2 separate regions of the Sus scrofa genome follow, and region 1 is linked to region 2. The links are chromatin contacts, called in public promoter capture Hi-C maps. All regions are on one chromosome and are shown on one strand. The core of a region is the stretch at or near the end of the contact, and the rest is flanking DNA. Distances in the headings are between cores, read along the strand shown. Region 1 overlaps WWOX (WW domain-containing oxidoreductase). Region 2 holds the start of MAF (transcription factor Maf).

Region 1 (2,700 bases), core at 121-2,620, 1.3 Mb before region 2:
CATTCGTGTTGGCGTCTCCCATCAGGGATTCAGAAGTCGAGACGTCAAGGGTTTTCCGACGTGAATCTTAGGTGATAAGAGGGAGGAGCTCAGTGTTGGGAAGAAATCCTTGTTCCTGCAGATTTGGGGCAGCGATAAGAAAAGCTCCCTTTGGGAAACTGGGAGACTATCTCCAGGGTTTCTCGCTCTCTGTGTGTGTGGGGGGGGGAATAAATATTCACGCGCACACACATGAGAGGAATAAAATTATTTGTTTTGAATTTGAATTTACTTTCGCTTTTGGAAGACCGCATAAGATCTATAAAAATCCTTTGAAAAACGGGAAGTGCTTCTCAAGTATTATTTTCACGTTCTGTCATTGATTTGGAAATTCAGAAGGAATGAATATCTGTATTTGTTTATTTCTAAAGCCCTTGGCTTCCTTTGGGGCCACTACCTGTTAGAGGCGTGTGGAAGGGAAGGCCAGGAAGAGATACTTACCATTTTGGCAGGGAGTGGTCCCTTCAGCTGGAAGCAGTCCAGGTTCTAAGTCAGACACTGGCGTGGTGTTTTCCTGTGTTTTCACATACCTGAAATGCTGTCCAAACCTCGTCAGTGACCAGCGTGCTTAACTGCCATTTCATCGTTGTACACGTTGGTCTACCTCTTTTCGAGGGCTGCCTTCCCCATGGTAACATGAAGGTTACCCCATGAAGGATATTTTTAAGGTGCTGTGGTGGCCTGGCAGCCTCATGTTGGAATTCTCCCTCCACGAATGGACTCCGTTCTATGAATAGGTACCATTTCAGCTTAACTAAGACTTTAAAACGTTCTCCCTTGATGATTCACTTTTCACACCAAGATGCCCCTTAATCCGCCAGAACCTGTCAGTGTTCTCTTCTCCTTGGGCCTCTGCGCTGATTCCCTCCCCAGCAAACAGGCGCCCCCAGTGCTTGGCCCAGGAGTTACTACCTGATGGGCCCCCGTTCCTCGTCTCTCTCTGCAGGTACTGTGCGCCCTGACATTCTAAGCTGCCTGCAGGAAGAAGGGGCGCGGGCCCAGCATCCTGATTATGTTAGGAGAACATAAGACCCATTTAAAAAAATTCCTGGATTATGAATGAATCGAGCATGCACACAGCGGTTCCATTTTTAAAAAGCTTTGTGAATGCTAACTCATACGCAGCCTTTAGAAATTTGAAGTCTAACATTCAGAATGCTCTAATCCCTAAATTCTCTGGTTCAGGTTATGCTATTTTTATGAGTATTAATTTCCATACAGGCCTTTAAAAATCAATTGCTCCCTGTAATTACAACACTGCGTTCTAGTGTTTGTGATATATCACACGGGGATACTTGAGGGTCATCAGGAGTTCACGGGTGTGGTGCTGGGGCCAAGGCCTCGCCCCAGGGCGCTGGCTCCAGCGGCCTTGTTTTTGTATGTCTCGGCAGGGTTTACAAGTTACTCAATAGCCGAGATTGCTGTTCCATCGTGCCTGTTTCGTTTTCAAAGCGTTGAAAAAGAGTATTCTCTAAAACTCCAGTATTTTGGGAAGTCTTGGACTTGATAAGGCATTTTCGAAATTGAAGAACTAGGAAACCATAGAAACAAAATGCTTATAATTCTCCCAAGTCAAAAGCTAACTCTGATTTTATTATGCATTGACCACAAGTCACTGTATGTTGGATTGATCGGGGGAAAAAGAACCACAGGTCTCTATTGTAAAAGTAGAAGTAAAATGACCCACAGGTCTCCTAACGTAAGGGATTTCAAAATTAAATCCAACTTAAAAAAACCAACCCCGACTGAGTTGATACAGCAGGATCTTGGATACAGGTTGGTTTGTTTATTTTTATTTTTTTACCCCAGTGATTAGGATAACAACACCACTTCTAATTTCCTGCTGGGTGACCTGGAAAACGGTTGACTTGACAGTGGGTCCTTTTGTCAAGAGAAGATGGGAAGGAAAAGAAACCCCTACCCCATACCCGTCGGCTTTAAAATAAGAAAATACACACACACACACACACACACACACACACACGTTACGAAGTTGGTAAAGGTGATGGAAGAAAATGTTGTGCCTCATTCATAATTAATTTTAAATTATTATGAAATATTTATTGTTGTTATTGGTGAGGAAAGGGCTGTGCCAAGTCTCCTGTCTTCAGATAGCTCCGGACTTTAAAGTGGAGCGTGGCCGTGCTTGTCATTCTCGGTTTGTGGCCTTTCATGGTTGTGTGTGTGTGTGTGTTTCTGGAAGGGGATGCGCCTCACTGTCGTTAGCTCTTCTTGTTTAAAGTCTAGTTGATTTTCAAGGTTGTGACCATCTCTTTGCTGCAACAGAGCGATTCAGTTATACGTGTACACACAGCAGCCCTTCTTGTTCCGATTCTTTGCCCACGTGGGTTATCACAGACTGTTGAGGAGATGGCCTGGGCTCTACAGCAGGTCCCTGCTGCCCATCCATTTCCTGTACCATGTGCCAGTCCCCAACCCCAGTCCAGCCCTCTCCCCGACCTTTCTGATTTGGTAACCATAGCTTGTTTTCAAAGTCTGTGAGTCTCTGTGTTTTGTAAATAAGTTCATTTGTATCCCTTTTTTTAGATTTTACATGCAAGTGATATCACATGGTATTTGTCTAACTTCAGTTAGTATGATAATCTCTAGGTCCGTCCATGTTCTTTCAAAGGGCATTTTTTTCATTCTTTTTTTATGGCT
Region 2 (2,700 bases), core at 14-2,513:
GCGAGCAAGGCTCTGGAACTGGCAAGCCCACACCCGAGTCGGACCCCCATGGAGCACTTATCAAGGTGGCTAGCTGGGATCGCGTGTCAGACTCACATGAAAAACTCGGGAGAGGACGGGTTGTCGCTGCTCGAGCCGTTTTCTCGGAAGCCGCTGCTCACCAACTTCTCGTATTTCTCCTTGTACGCGTCCCTCTCGCGCACCAGCCTGGAGATCTCCTGCTTGAGGTGGTCGACCTGCTGCAGCAGCTGGTTCTTCTCGGACTCCAGGACGTGCCTCTGCTGCACCCTCTTGAAGCGGCAGGACTGGGCATAGCCGCGGTTTTTCAGGGTCCGCCTCTTCTGCTTCAGCCGGATCACCTCCTCCTTGCTGACCCCGCGCAGCTGCCGGTTCAGCTCGCGCACCGACATGGTCACCAGCTGCTCATCGGAGAAGCGGTCGTCGAAGTGCAGGCCGCCGGCGGCGTGGTGCGGGTGCAGGGCGCCCCCCGCCCCCGCCGCTCCGCCGCCGCCTCCGCCGCCGCCGCCGCCGCCGCCGCCCCCGGCGCTGGCCGGGCCGCCGCTGCCCGCGCCGCCCGCGCCACCGGCCGAGGCGGACGCGCTGCCCGCGGCGCCGGGCGCGCCGGCCGTCGGGTGGTGGTGGTGGCCAGCGGCGTGGTGGTGGTGGTGGTGGTGGTAGTGCGGGCCCGCGCCGCTCTGCGCAGCGGCCGCGGCGATCACGGCGGACACCACGGCGGCGGCGGGGCCCATCTCCTCGCCGCTGCCGCCCAGGGAGGCGCCGGCGCCGGCCCCGGCCGCCGAGGCCAGCTGCTGCGCCCCGCGCGCGTAGCCATCGAAGCCGCCCTGGAGCTGGTGGCTGTTGCTGATGAGCGCCTCGACCGCGTCCTCGGGGCTGAAGCCCAGCGCCTCGGGGTTCAGCTGCTGCGGATAGCCGGTCATCCAGTAGTAGTCTTCCAGGTGCGCCTTCTGCTCGCTGCCCGAGCCCGGGCTGGGCGCCGAGAAGCTGGGGGAAGGGGGCACCGAGCTGCACGGCGTGCTCATGGGGGTGGAGGACAGCGAGCCCCCGGCGATGAGACGGCCGCACTGGCTGATGATGCGGTCGGTCTCCACCGGTTCCTTTTTCACTTCAAACTTCATCAGATCGAAGTCATTAACATATTCCATGGCCAGGGGACTGGTGGGCAGGTCGGAGTTGCTCATTGCCAGTTCTGATGCCATTCTCCTGCCGCCGCCGCCGCCGCCGCTCCGCCAGATGGGCTGCAGGAGAGGGGCCAGCGGGCTGTGCTGGGTGGCCAGCGGGTGAGCCAGCTTGCCGGGCTGGGGCGCTTCTAGCTCGCGCGGCGGTGGCTGGCCCGAAACCTCCGAGCGCGCACACACCCCCCCGCCCTGCCCGCGCCCCCGCGCCCGCCCTCCCTCCCCCTGCTCACGCCAATGTGCTCGCTGCTCGCCCGGGCCCCTCCTCGCCTGCTCGTCTCCTAGCGCGCCGAGCCGGCGGCTTCAGGCTCGGGAAGGTCCTCCGCGGGTTGCGGTGGCGGCGGCGGCGGCGGCGGCGGCGAAGCCGGAGGAGCCCGGCCGGGTGCGCGGCGTCCCCCGCTCGCCGCTCCGCTGCGCCCTTTGCATAAGGAGGGCTCGCCTCGCCGGCCTGGGCTGCAGGCGGGGCGCGCGCGGCGGCCGCTCGGGGCTGGAAGCGCGGCGGGCGGCTGTCCGGGCGGCGCTGGCCTTGGCACGGGGGAGTTAACACTTCATGCTTCTCGCCTCCTCTTCAGCCTGGCTCTTTTTATTTTTTTTTTCTCTTTCTTTCCTCTCTCTCTCTCTCTCTCTCTTTCTCTCTCTCTCCCTCGCGCTCTTCCTCCCTCCGTGCAAAGTGCAAGACAGAGGTGCAGCCGGGCTGGAGGAAAGGGAGGGGGGAGTTGAGTTCTTTCTTGGCTTTTTTTTTTTTTTTTTTTTTTAAAGCAAAATAGCGAAGTCCCGGGGAAAGGCGAGGCGGAGAGCAAAAGGGGGGAGGCCGAGCCGACGAGCAGCCCGAGCTACAGCTCGAAGATGAAAAAAAGATTTTAAAGCCTCTGATCCAGCAAGAAGAGTTTAAAGCAATTGCTGAGTTTTATAGCACTTGTGACGTCAGGCCCAAATGGGAAATTGACTGGTACTCCAGACCAATGGGAGGCGGCCGCGATTAGCATAATAGTGTAGAGACAAGGAAACTTTTCGGAGCTGTCAATCAGGGCCCAATCAGCTGACTGTCAGCTGGGACGGGCAGCCTTAACCCTTCCCGCTCCGCAGCCTCCTCAGGAGGCTGCAGAGCCGGGAACAAAGTTTGGTGTAAGAGGGGAAGGAGTTTTCCAGCGGCGCTGTGGGAAACCAGGTGGACCGGGAGGCCGATTTGCTTTACTTTGGAGCGAGAGAGGCCTGCCTTCCGGAGCCCCAGCTTGCCTGCCACTCCCTCAGCGGAGATTGGCCTGACCCCCACTCTCTGGATCCTGTATTCGCCAGGCAGCTTCTTCTCTTTACTCCACCTTCGGCACCCGGGTGTCCACCCAGGGGACCTTCCTTCCCCGAGCCTGGCACTGCCCGGAGCTCAAACTTGACCCAAACTCTTTGTCCCTCTTCCCGGAGCCGGCGCGTGGGGGTGCAGGGGTCCCGACTGCGCGCAGGACGTCGCCCGGCCGAGCGCCTGCCAGGGCGATTCGGAGTGGCGGAGACA

What was found. Promoter capture Hi-C pulls out the DNA fragments that hold promoters and counts their contacts.
Region 1: a contact with region 2 is called in a promoter capture Hi-C map of liver, with 14 times the contacts expected there. The contact joins the enhancer-like site here to the promoter of MAF in region 2. A contact is called at or near these places in 2 of 5 promoter capture datasets (fetal skeletal muscle and liver), 10 of 47 Hi-C or Micro-C datasets (embryonic fibroblasts, fetal skeletal muscle, heart right ventricle and 6 more) and 1 of 2 datasets of contacts at active chromatin or transcription factors (skeletal muscle).

The regions. Positions count from the first base shown.
Region 1 is chr6:9,744,396-9,747,095 of Sscrofa11.1, reverse strand. The region is part of intron 5 of WWOX (WW domain-containing oxidoreductase); the gene reads left to right. Among named protein-coding and RNA genes, the nearest start is that of WWOX, 130 kb to the left of the region's middle. Within about 2 kb of position 1,370, at least 17 of the 83 cell types and tissues checked have an H3K27ac peak or open chromatin away from gene starts, as enhancers often do. A contact at or near this core is called in liver, mesenteric adipose tissue, omental adipose tissue and 3 more, where this site is marked.
Region 2 is chr6:8,467,299-8,469,998 of Sscrofa11.1, reverse strand. MAF (transcription factor Maf) reads right to left here and starts at 1,263. Exons shown (of 3, transcript XM_021097066.1): 1 at 97-1,263. The coding sequence starts at 1,217. LOC106510467 (a long non-coding RNA gene) reads left to right here and starts at 2,612. Exons shown (of 2, transcript XR_001308967.2): 1 at 2,612-2,700.